Linked DNA regions of Zea mays: regions 1 and 2 are each linked to region 3. Evidence: chromatin contacts called from public Hi-C data. All regions are on one chromosome and are shown on one strand. Each heading gives the region's core, a stretch centred on a gene start, on an enhancer-like site or on the middle of the called end of the contact. The rest is flanking DNA. Distances are from core to core; before and after follow the strand shown.

Region 1 (4,169 bases), core at 1,424-3,923, 330 kb before region 3:
CCAAAGAAAAGACCGCAGAGGTTAGGGAACTGCTGACAATAGTTTCCCAAATACCCGAAGCTACAAGAGCTATGCTGTACTTACTTCTTAAGGCTTTTGCTTGTTGTTTGCCTGAGCTTCAGAACAGAAGGATTTGGGCTCTTTGGCACCGGCCGAGCAGGTTCCCTACAGCAATCCAAAGGGGAAAAAAAGAGTCTATTTAGACATATATGTTTTTGTAGTAACTTTGAACAATCTCAAAAAAGAAAAGAGTAACACTAGCATGTTAAATAACATACTGTGTGCAGTCTTCCTCGACGAAGACTTCAATGGAACAACTGGCTCGGGTTGATTGAACCGCTCCTCTTGCTCCTAACTTCTGTGGAATCTGTACAACAACAATGCAGTGTTACCACAAGTTCGTTACTGAATAGTTGTCCTCGGTGCAAGTCTCACATGGGCCACTTCAGAGAATCCTAAATGGCATGGCAAAAGTACCTTGTGAGACGTCCATTTAGCAGGCATCATGTTATTTTCCTTGTTCCGTTCTGCTCGTGTTCCGAGGACGCGCCAACTTGTGTTATTTTCTTTGCTCCTCACTCTGTCAAGGCCCTGATTTGGTAATGGACTTTCATCTTTGTAAACTGAAAGCGGCCTGTTAGCATCGATTCCGCAAGTGTGCAAAGGCATAATCAGTGACATGATGAGGAAAAAAAACTCCAGGTTTAGATGGATATTTTACATCTGTCACATCATACAGGTACTGACCTCTGCAGTGCCCTTGGTCTCCCCAGGTGGGAGTTCCCTGCTTGCTGATTTCCTGCCATGTTTGCATATGTATTAGGTTGCAGCCACTCGAAGTTCATGCTAAATCAGAGTAAAACTGAACAAGCTTACTGTTTTCATCTCGTTTCAAGTTATTCCCGAAACTGCGTTTTGGCAGATCATCATCTACTGTATCATCCTGCTACAGGAAAAGAAAGAAGTCATTCAACTGAGGTATTGGCTTCAAGATAAATAAACACTGCTGTAATTTGAATAGCAAACCTCTTGTTCCCTCTTTTTGATTGATCTTCGAAGAAATGCCCTGTATACAGCTTCCAACTTCTCCAGAGGCTTCGCTTTTCTGACAATAAAAAATCGAATATAAGAAACTTCATACATTCACATGGATTAATCAAGTATTAAAACCAATGCACAACTAACCATAACAAAAGAGGTAAGCAGAAACCATGATAAGTAAAACAATTCCGAGTGTTGTATCATTTACAAGAAGATAGTGGCATAACTAGTCAAAGGAGTGTCAAATCTTAAAGAATAGGAAGTAGAAGACTGAGATTTTTTTTTCATTTTACGTTTGCGAACTAGAAACTAAAAGGAACTTTTTATTTCTAATTCGTTAGAATGTATCAAATTAGAAGTGATCATGAAAATAAAACAAAGAAGGAAAACTGATTCAGTATAACATCAGCCTCATTTTTGTACCATCATTGACTCTTGTTATGTACGAAAATCAAACACAGGAGCATATATGTACTCCATGTCCATTATAGGACACAATTTTTGGATCGGATATATAGTACAACAGCATGATCTACCTAACAATTTAAAACTCAGGAGCTTTATATGAACAAACGTGCTGATCTAAAGAAAATCTCACCTAGCTATACCAAGGTCAAAGATCTCATTAGCTTTCCTCAACTTGTTCTTTGACTCCAGCAACGATGCGTAAGACATGTAGTAGATCGCATGGCCCTGCCCAATCTGGTTGGCCTCCAGGAACCTGTATATTACCTCAGCATCAGCACAGTTCCCCGCCTGCAAAAAGGACAAGATCGGCAGCGGAATGATATATGAGGTGCCTCCACTGCACTGACACAAACTACAGAGAAAAACAATCAAGCTGGCAAAGCATCACTCACGTATTCCAGCCACACTTTGAGGAAGCGGAGGTCGTCCTTGTAGCGCTCGTCGTCCAATAAGGTCCGCACGCACTGCTCGTACAACACCACCAACCCTGAGCACTCGCCGCCGGTCGGAAAATACTCCTGCACCCACTTGATGCAGCTGCACGCGGACGAATCAGAGAAGAAATGAACAATCTATCTGCTAGAACAGCTACCAGTCCTGGCACGAACCAAGAAATCGAAAAAGGCGAGTTAAAGGGGCTATGAGAAAAACTTACTCCAGCCACGGTTGGAGCGGATCCTCGCCTTGGTACTCGTAGATTGCCTCAATCAGCTTCCTGGATCAAGCAAATGAACCGAACGATGAACACACATGATATATATTTGCATTACTGCAGCAACTTGTCTCCTCCCCACAGACCCAGGCCCAAGAAAAAGAAATCCAGAGCAAACAAAAGTTACAAAACCACAACTCCTTTTCCCCCATTGCTGGGCGAAAGACTGGAGAAGGAAACGTACTTTCGGGCTTCGAGAAGAGTGGCGCGCTGGGCGGGATCGGCGTGTGCCTTGAGCGCGTGGTTGAGTTTGGACACGTCGCGCCCGCGCTTGAGCGGCCTCGCGTTCTCCTTGAACTTCTCGCACTCGGCAACCACCGCGGCGGCGGCGTTGCCCAGACCCATCAGCGCCAGCGTCTCCTTGTCCAGCACCGCCATCATCTCTTCCGCCGCCGCCATGTGAGGTGGGTGGCACCGGCTGCAATTCGAATTCGAGGAGATTCGACCGTTGCGTTTTGGAGCGGACGCTGCTGCAGCCCGCAGGTCAGGTTTCGGTTTTAAACGGTGAAGCTTTGCGAAAAGTTTGGGCCGTAGGCTTTTAGTTAATCCCATGTTTTATTTGGGCCGGTTTGTACTCAAAATAGCCCAGCTATGTTTTGCTTGGCTGGAACAAATTCAACTGGCTGTATGCCATGAGAAGCGTAAATTTTAGCAAAAAAAAAAAAAAGCAACCATGAAACGAGGACTAAATTACTCCACCAAGTACATATATTAGGATGTGTTTGGTAAAAGAGTGGATGCGAATGGAACCAATCCAGTTCTATTTTTTGTAGATGTTTGGTTTCTAATGAAAGAGAGTAAAGCGACTCTTATAGTCTCCGTATAAAAATATATCATAAATAATTGAGATGTCTCTGCTCCATCAAAACGATCGGATGTGAGCATACTCATGTCTTTCCTCCCCCCTACACTTTTATGTAGGGATGGCAATTTAACCCGCAAACCCGAAACTCGACACGTACCCAACCCGACGGGTGCGGGTACAGGTAAAAATTTTAACCCGTGAGTGCACCCCAGACTCGACTCAAAGTTTCACGAGTGTTATGCAGGTTTCTATTTCAACCATGGGTGACCCACACCCGACACAAAATTTGGATCATTCTTTAATTTGCACAATACTACTTATGATACAATACAATAGTAATTATTTTTGAATAAGTAGGTTGGCTAATTATTCATTAAATATTTTGTTGCGCTCAACGTGAGAAGGCTTAAAATTCATAGATATAACTCAATTATTACTAATACTAGTCGGTTACCCGTGCGTTGCGACGGCTTACAACAATACCCACGTAAATCCATAAAAATATCAAGATTTTTTATTATTTGTCTCTGCTCTCCGTATAATGTTTTTTTGATTTGGCTAACTGATGTTATTGTTTACTCCATCCAGTATGTCTTGGTACAACACAACCAATGAAATGAGCGATTATAAGAGAGTTCATAACGACTGACTGAACGAACATAGATTATAGAATGACATAATTCCTATATACAGAGACCAAATAAGAGAAAGTTTGTAAGCTCAAGTTTCTAAAATAAGTCACATGAACTCAAACTTATAAAAAAGATAGATCAAAATATAGAGTGGTTGCTAAAGTCAGGCATCAATAAAAACTGGATGTGTTCCATATAAATTATGCTACTTCGTAGCAATTACTAACGTTTAGAACCAACAAATAACCTTTCATTTTACTGTTAGTGTGGCACATCATTGTTGCTCCATCCAATTCAGCAACCTCAAACACCATGGAGTCCATTGCGCCAATGTGGTCTCAGAAACGACCTAATGCTTACAAGAGCCAAGAACGCCGTGATGTGCTTGAGTTGTAGCCTCAGCCCATAGTATTGGCCCAACCCGACACGATTATATTTTTTATTTTAAAAAACGTATATACATATATACAATTTATATTCAATATTAAAAATATTTGAGCATGATGTTCTA
Region 2 (4,127 bases), core at 936-3,435, 290 kb before region 3:
CAAGCAATGCTTGCCCGTCAGGCTCGTCTGCGCTCGACGAGCGTATCTAGAGATGCAGGCTGTGTGCATGCACCTGAAGCTTGGACAGGCATTTCTAAATCATATTTTATTTTGTTTTTCGTCATAGATCTCACTTGAAATTTTCAATCGCTAAACCAATTTTAAATTTATGTTCTTAGCATTTTTACGAACAAAACTAGATTACACTTGCTATATAAATTTTAGAGATTTATTTTGTTTATTCTATCGGATCTTTATTCTTGATGTTGACAACCAAACAACACTTGTATTTAGCCTAAATGCACTAATACAATAACCAAACAAAAGTCTATTGCATGAAATTAGCCGGACCAAATGAGCCTGAATCCTCAGGTGCTCGGTGCTGGCTAAGTCGGAAAAGGCTGCTACTACACGGCAACCAAGCACACCGATAGTGCATCTAAGTGCATTACATAAAATATGTATAGAGAAAACCCAAAAACATAATTCAGAATTAAGTACAAAAAACCTTGGTTATGACAGTAACCAAAGCCATGTTATTTCCTCGTAGTACCATCCAAGAAGTATGAAGACAAGTGTATCGTTCCTGTTTCACATCATGAGCTCAACATCAGGTAAGCCGCAACAAGGCTTCATCTGCACAGAACTACCTTCGCAACTAAATTCTTCTTACTTTACACAAACGGACTAAGAAGTTGTCAACCCTGCAAACAGTCATAAGAGTTTTTTTTATTCGTCGATGTCCGATAGAAGTAACAGGTCTACTATGCTGTTTCTACACACTGTTTAAGCCCAGATAGTATAACAGCTACTAGTAGCTGAATTATAATGAACGACAACGATTATACATAAACCAAAACACCTTACGGCCTAGGTTGAGACTGCAACTGGGATGGCTCGACAAGGCCTTCCAAGACAACAAGCTGATCAAGCAGTGCAAGCTTTTCATCCTCTAGGGCCTTCATTTCTTCATCTTCCATGCTCAGTTCTTTGTCCAGTGCAAAGTTCTCTTCCTCCAGCATCAGGTACTTCCTCCTTAACGCACGGTATTCGTCGGTAGGACCAGATTCCGGCAGGGAATCCGGGGTCCCCCTGTCGGAAGGGGGCGTGCGAGGCTCACCCTTCAAGCTTCTTTTGGGTGGCTTTTGGACCATGCCTGATGATTGCGGAAACTCTCTCCGCAACAGTTCAGGTTCACCCTTCAGATGGCCTGATGGCTGCGGCCGGTAGACAACCTTCTTCTTATGCAACTTTGGCGCCAAGAAATCATCATCCCTTGGGTCTTGCATTCTCTCAGGCAAAGCCTTGGCCTTCCCTGTTGAAAGACAATTAAAGTGAGCCAGTTTACTAAAGCAGTACCATCACATGTTAACTTGTTAAGTACCAGCACCAACAGATATGCGGACACACCTACTATTTCAAATCATCAATTAGTATGGCGCATATGCATATAAAGAAGTATAATGACAGGAATGAGTTGCATTTTAATAAATGTAAGAAATACAATTTCGGATCCTTATACAGTAATATGGATTGAGTAGCACAACTTGTGGACAATCTGATCTACTCTTCTCCCAAGCAGAGGCAGCAACAGAGCACATGGCACAGCAGATGAATGTATATACGCCCACCACATGTAACAAGCAGTCGAGCACAATGCAAACTAATTTCTTTTAAAAATAATACGGGGTACAGATTCCCAGCAGTTCATACGAGTAGCTACAGCAGCAGATTGGGAGGGGGATTGAAGATGACACACAGCAGCAGATGTGAATTGGATCAACAGAAGAAGGGGGTGGAGAGGGATTCGAGCATAGCCGATTCGTAGATACGCATGGGATTAGAGCAAGGTGGGAGATGGGTGGGAGAGGCGGGATCTGGCATGGAGCACATGGATGGGAGAAGCACGAAGCGATGGGAGCCGTTGAGCCACCGATTCCAGGTAGGCAGGTACTGCCGATCTGCCACTCTTTCCTGGCTCTTTGCACGCAGGGAAGGGGAAGAAATCAGACCGTGTGAGGGATGAGAGCGGAGGAATTGAACACACCTCGCCGCCACCGAAGACTTGCCGCCGGTTTTCTGCTGCTAGGGAGGAGTCAGGGCGACAGGGAAGAGGCGCTGCTGTTGCGATAGCCGACGACGGATAGGGCACAGAACGACCGACGAGAATCGTTGTGGCCTGTGGGCTGCTCCAGTTGTATATAGATATGCCTCGGCCCAGATATACCTTATGGTCATGGGTTTCCATCTCATATTATTATTTATTTGTGAAACAGATAGGGCAATCGGCAGTGTTTCTTCTATATCGTCTTCCTAAATCCTATTTTTTTTCACCATTCTCTAAAATGTTCCATCCCCTAAATCCTAGCTTCCGCAGGATTCACTATAAATTTATCCTCTATACACAATTTCTAATATATTTAAAATTATGCGTGCATACATAACTTTTTGTTTAACTTATTTCATTCGTAGTTTAAAGTATAAATTTTTAGGAGAAATAGACATAGAACACCCTAAATTTAGGGATAAAAAATCTGCCCCAAAATTTAGTATGTTCTTTAGAGACAACCATTACGGCTTAAGGGCACCATTACGGTCATCCTAATATCAATAAGAGCAACTCCAAAAGAACGTGTAAACTAACCCTAAAACAGATATTAGTAAAAAATAATGGTTTTTCTTACTCCAACAGCTCTCTCATTCTTCCCAAAAAATTAGCGTCCCGCATCCACAGCCTCCTCTCCCTCATATTTTGGTGTGTTTCATCTCTCCACAATCCATTCCTCAACGTATCAGATCATCTACGGCCTCCCGACGACTGTACAGATTGCGCCACATGTCACATTTAAAGGAACTGTTGGAGTTTCACTCTTAAAAAAATTTAGCCTGCTCTTAATAATCAATTTTTGGGGTAAAATTTTTAACATTCTTTTGGAGTTGCTCTAAAAGAACATAATCCGTATTACTTGATATATCGGCTAATAGGATAAGCATCATGCAGTAACACAACATAATAATAATAAAGTAACAGGCCCCGGAATAATTGATATTTTATCATTTACACCGTCGCCTTCTTGCTATTGTCTGTCATGTTTCTATGATTTGTCAACAAAACATGATAAGAATAAATATTACTGCAGGCCCCGGCTCATAGAATCATTGGCAAACACAATTATGTAACTAGCTACTTGTCTACTTGATATGTGGTAAAAAAGCACCCACTTGGATCGAAATATCAGCCGGGCTAGTCACTAATCATGCATAAACAGTAAAAAAAGCACCCCTTCGGTTTTTTTATTTAACATTTCCTAGTGTAAATTTGTACTATCCAACGTCAAATAAAAGCAAATAGAGATGGTAGTACATAGCAAAGGCAAATCACACTGCGTGTTAGAATGTGGTGGGTGGTGCAGTTTGGAATTAAAAATAGCTGTTCATCCATAGAGAAACAGTAAAAACTGCTACGTCCATTGGGTTTAACACAGCTCCGCCCCTTAGCTTGCACTCTATTTCTGTCATTAGGTACATGTGACAATAACATCATTCCATTAATCCCTTCTAAGGGCTAGTTTGGAAACTCAAATTCTCTTCGGGATTAAAGGGGATTGAAGAGAAAATTAGTTCATTTTCACCTCAATTCCCACCAATCCCGAAGAGAATTTGAGGTTACCAAAGTAGCCCTAAGGAAGGAAATAATTTCGCCAAAACCTAAGCAATTTGCTTAGCTTTACATCCATCCCAAGGTATCATTTCTAATACAATTGTTGGGTAAGCTCGTACACATTGAGTGCATCCTATACATGTATCATAAATTTTTACAGAATGTGACATTGGATCTCTAAATTTTCCTTTTCAACATAAATTTTTTTGACCTGGTAAAAATTAAATTAGTACTATATAAATTAGATGTATTGTAGACACATAAATTTTTTTGACCTGGTAAAAATAAAATTAGTACTATATAAATTAGATGTATTGTAGACACATGACCAAGCAATGGTTTATCCAAACTTTAACAAATAATGCAATATATTTCATAATTTGTTTGTGAGAAAGCGTGAAAAGAGCCAAGATACTTGAATTTAAGGCTTCAACAATTATAATTATACGAATTCTGCATGCTAATT
Region 3 (4,134 bases), core at 634-3,133:
TTGCTAATTCTATACCTTGTGAAACTCTCTACATCTCTCTTTGTGAGATTGTGTGCTTAGTGGAAGATTCAACCAGTGTGTTTATTAAGATTCAAAATCATCGGCAAAAGAGAGCATGCCAAAACATGGGCACTTATAGCAATCAAAGGTCTTGTGAAAGCATTCGTTACTATTGTAGACCAAGTCCAATCTTGAGCACAAGATGAGATGAATCTTGTACTACTTAATATTGGCATGCAAATAGATACAACAATATAATGGTGAACCACACTATAAGAAATGGTTTGCCACATAACACAAACTAAAAACCATGCACATGTATATATGACTAAATCAACATGGATAGATGCAGCACAAGAATCATAATTATTAGCCCATGCACCGAATGAGAGAAAGTAATGAATTTTATGTAATTGCTTACCTTCTCATGACTTTGTTCTATCTTGATCAAGTTAAAACGTCATAATATGTGCCGCACGCCATTGGTGCCGCATTCTTTTCTCTATATACTACATAATGACCATACGTTTGATTCCAAAGAAAGATTAGCAACAAAATATCAAGACACGAATTGGATGTATGACACAAGAACAATCAAACTATCAAACTCAAGGAAGTTAAAAGTAAAACATCCCACAAACCATGTTTTGAACCATGTCTAAACATTCCAAGTTTCGAGATTAGTTCATGCATATGCGAATGGCATTGTCCATGGATACTGTTTGCAAGCATTATCTGTAGGATCACCACTGTAGGATGACGACCTAGTGATCCTCCATTTGCCAAGATAGTGTAGATCTTGGCATTGATCTCAATATTGCTTTTTACCTATAGAGTGCTGTCCTCCAGAGGCAACTGGCTTGCTAGATGATGCTGGTATAGTTTCCAGCTTTTGAAACTTGGATGGGTAGGATGAGTCTTCATCGTCGTCTGATTCAGTGTCATCTCCAGAGCTGCTGAAGTTGTTTGGATCGACAGCGAATGACACGCTGAAATCAAGACGGTCCTCTATTCCTTTAGCCTGATATATAACGACGACGATGGAAAATTAGAATGAATGAAATAAAGAAGCAAGGCATCGCCAGCAGGTACATCTGTGGCACTGGAAGTTGCACACAATATCTAGCTAGCAAGCATACATGAGCACACAATTTAGAAGAAGATCGTTTACAGATTGCCATGGTGTTCCCTCGATTCATCAACCAACCACCATATATCATTTCTACATATAACATGGATGCTGAATTGAAGACTTGAAATCTAGCAACTCCTACACATGCATGCATAAAAATCTTGCAGCATGAATTGAGCAAGATGTGTCTCACCTTGCACTCGAGTGAGCAGAAGCGGCAGTCCTCATCCTGGAGTCCCCTTCCGCACTGCTCACAGTGAGACGCGCCATGCTTTCCGTGACCCGACATGGGTCGCCTGTTCAGGAACACAGCATAGTCTCCGTTGTAGACGTAGGTCTGCACCAGTGACACGCTCAGCCGATTCTGAACATCATCGACCTTCACAACGTTGTTGCCTGACGACCTCCGGATCTGCACCTCACACACAAAGCAAGCAAGAGCAGTGACACCGTGCCTAAAGATCGGAACTAATCCACACACTTTTGCCACGACAGAGTGGTCCTAGCTGTGTACGTACCTGGATAAGTCCATGACCTTCATGGTTGCCGAGGCAGCCAGAGCAGAGGGCCCGGTCGGCACAGTGAGTGCACAGGAAGTTGCAGCCGCTGGTTCTTTTCCTGTTAGCGCGGCCGGCGTCGTTGGCTTGGTGCTCTGGGCATGCATCGAAGAACCTGGTCTCTAGCAGCGCACGCAGCCACGCTGGTGGGGCACGCTCCGCATCGGACCGAGCCATCTCCCTCAGGCTCACCATTTCTGCTGCCCTGGATGGAAAGTACAGCAAGCATGGTGAGCAGACACCGTACCTAAAGACATACTAAAAATGCAAACCATGCTACTAAGTAAGAAGCGAAGAAATTTAGCAGACTGAAGAAATTTCACCAACCTGCACCTCGGATGGTCGATAGATGGAGATGGAGAGCGAGGCAGATTGAGATTTCAGAGACCACCACCACTCTTCTGCCTTTATCCTTATTTTCCTACAAACACAGGATGGATTGGGATCTGAGATCTTAGAGATATAGTATAGTAGTAATAACGGACGTATTAAATGATGGTGGATTTGTGTGCAATGTTGCCACGAAAATTTTGTAGTGTGTGAAATGTGTGTGCAAATTTAAAATTTGTCTCAAGGCGGGGGAAAAAAAGAAAAACTGGAAACAACTGCCAAAAGGGCGTGAAGCACATGTGCATGGCTGGGTAGCAATGACCTGGTGTGGTGATTATATGCCTTCCAAAAATAACCAGATCTCCAAATAGATGTCTTGGCCCATTAAGTTTTTTTTTTCATTTTTATCCTAGTCGTTACTAATGACATAAAATATCATTGTCTACAACTCTTTGTATGCTACGGACGGATATCTCGACTTTAATCCATACCGACTTCTACTACTTCTACAATATTTTGTCTCTATGAATTACAGCCGCAACAGTCTAAATAACTGTCTTTAATCCAAAGCGAATAGTGTTTACAACTCTTTGAGTTTTATGCTACACACTAGTACAAAAAAGCTTATGCCTATGGTAAGGTCTAATTTCTACGTGCGGTTTTGATTATCTAGCGTCAATAAAAATAAAGTGGTCGGCCCGACTTAAGAATGACAAGTGGAAACAACTTTGCACTGACGGTTTTCTTAAAAAACTGAAAGTATAAATCATATTTGTACTAACAGGTCCTAAAGAAAACTGCCAGTACAATTCCATGATTTCTGCTAGCGGTTTTCTTTTGAAACCAACAATATAAATATGATTTCTATTGGCAGTTTTTTAAGAACCGCTAGTAGAAATCATTTTATCCTAGATTTTTTAGTTTTTCAAATGAATTCATATGAAAAATCAACCAAAAAAGTTGTAGATCTCCAAAAGTTATGAAATTTTGTAGTTGACAACTTTTTCATTTGAAATCATCTAGGCTCTCAAAATTGCATATGAATTTTTTCAAATTTAAAATGTAAATTCTGCAAATGATCTCGGATGGAAAAGGTACTAAAATAATTGGTGTAGAACTTAAAAAGTTATTGAACTTTGTAGTTAACAACTTTTTCGCTTGAATTAGTTTACGACCCAAAACAATCAATTTACACCTAATTAGTTTTAATATGTGGGTAACAAAGCTACAATCTAGATACAAAGTAAGTGATGGGTGGAGTGGGAGAGGAGGCTACTCGTGAGGGTAAGGTCTCATGTTTGATTGCCACCAACCACGTACGGCCTGATTGGTTGCCTATACGTCGCGTGCCTGGCTGGTGCGGGCCTAGTCCCCCAGCGAAGGCCATTTCCAGCTTCTCCACGCATGCAGGCTGAATAGTGAAAAACACCCGCTCGCACCCGGAGTCCGTGCAGGCCATTTCCAGCTAAAGTGCATACGCTCGTGCAGTCCAGAGTACGTGGGGCACGGCAACCAAACACCCGCTCGCACCCGGTCAACGCATGCCATGAGCCTGGCGGGTAGGACCTCGCAACCAACTACTCGCATGAGATTTGCACGAAAATGTCATCACTAACGGCATCGATTGGCGAGTGATGCCTCCCCTAATTAAATAATTTATTGTGCTATTTTGATAACCATGTTTGTATTTTCTAAAAAGGATTTGTAGCGACGGTTTTCATACCTCAATCGAGTGTGAAAATCGATTTCCACCGATGGTTGTCTTAACTGAACCGCTAGTAGAAATCAATTTCCACTAGCAGTTCTCAATTAACTGGATGTGAAAACAAACATTTCTATTGACCTCTACCACTAGCGGTTCTGAAAACTATCAGTTAAGATGGGTTATAAACCGCCTTTATAGACCTTCTTTGTACTGGTGACAACCATTACCAATTATAGCTACAGCCAAATATCGTTGTTTACATCTCTTTGAGTTTTATGCATCGTACATGAATAAAATCACAAAGTATTCTCTTGTCTAATTTAACCAAGATAATAAACAAGTTCAACGCTCTCCATTTTTAGTGCCTCTTTGGGACGGCTCCGGGGAGCTCCCGCTCCCGGCCGACCAAC

Evidence for each region. Hi-C and Micro-C count contacts between places; a contact is called where the count stands out from the background.
Region 1: a contact with region 3 is called in a Hi-C map of ear, with 2.8 times the contacts expected there. The contact joins the promoter of LOC100193966 here to the promoter of LOC103626867 in region 3. A contact is called at or near these places in 2 of 25 Hi-C or Micro-C datasets (ear and tassel).
Region 2: a contact with region 3 is called in a Hi-C map of leaf, with 3 times the contacts expected there. The contact joins the promoter of LOC100276156 here to the promoter of LOC103626867 in region 3. A contact is called at or near these places in 2 of 25 Hi-C or Micro-C datasets (ear and leaf).

Annotation. Positions count from the first base shown.
Region 1 is chr5:126,593,528-126,597,696 of Zm-B73-REFERENCE-NAM-5.0, forward strand. LOC100193966 (Mitotic spindle checkpoint protein BUBR1) reads right to left here and starts at 2,674. Exons shown (of 11, transcript NM_001359360.1): 1 at 2,406-2,674; 2 at 2,165-2,224; 3 at 1,902-2,046; 4 at 1,640-1,797; 5 at 1,027-1,105; 6 at 877-943; 7 at 748-799; 8 at 478-634; 9 at 279-367; 10 at 85-165. The coding sequence starts at 2,620.
Region 2 is chr5:126,636,720-126,640,846 of Zm-B73-REFERENCE-NAM-5.0, forward strand. It overlaps LOC100276156, which reads right to left and starts at 2,186. Exons shown (of 2, transcript NM_001150011.2): 1 at 2,048-2,186; 2 at 716-1,315. The coding sequence starts at 1,289. The coding sequence ends at 864.
Region 3 is chr5:126,922,837-126,926,970 of Zm-B73-REFERENCE-NAM-5.0, forward strand. LOC103626867 reads right to left here and starts at 1,884. Exons shown (of 3, transcript XM_020538080.2): 1 at 1,651-1,884; 2 at 1,326-1,544; 3 at 618-1,021. The coding sequence starts at 1,884. The coding sequence ends at 812.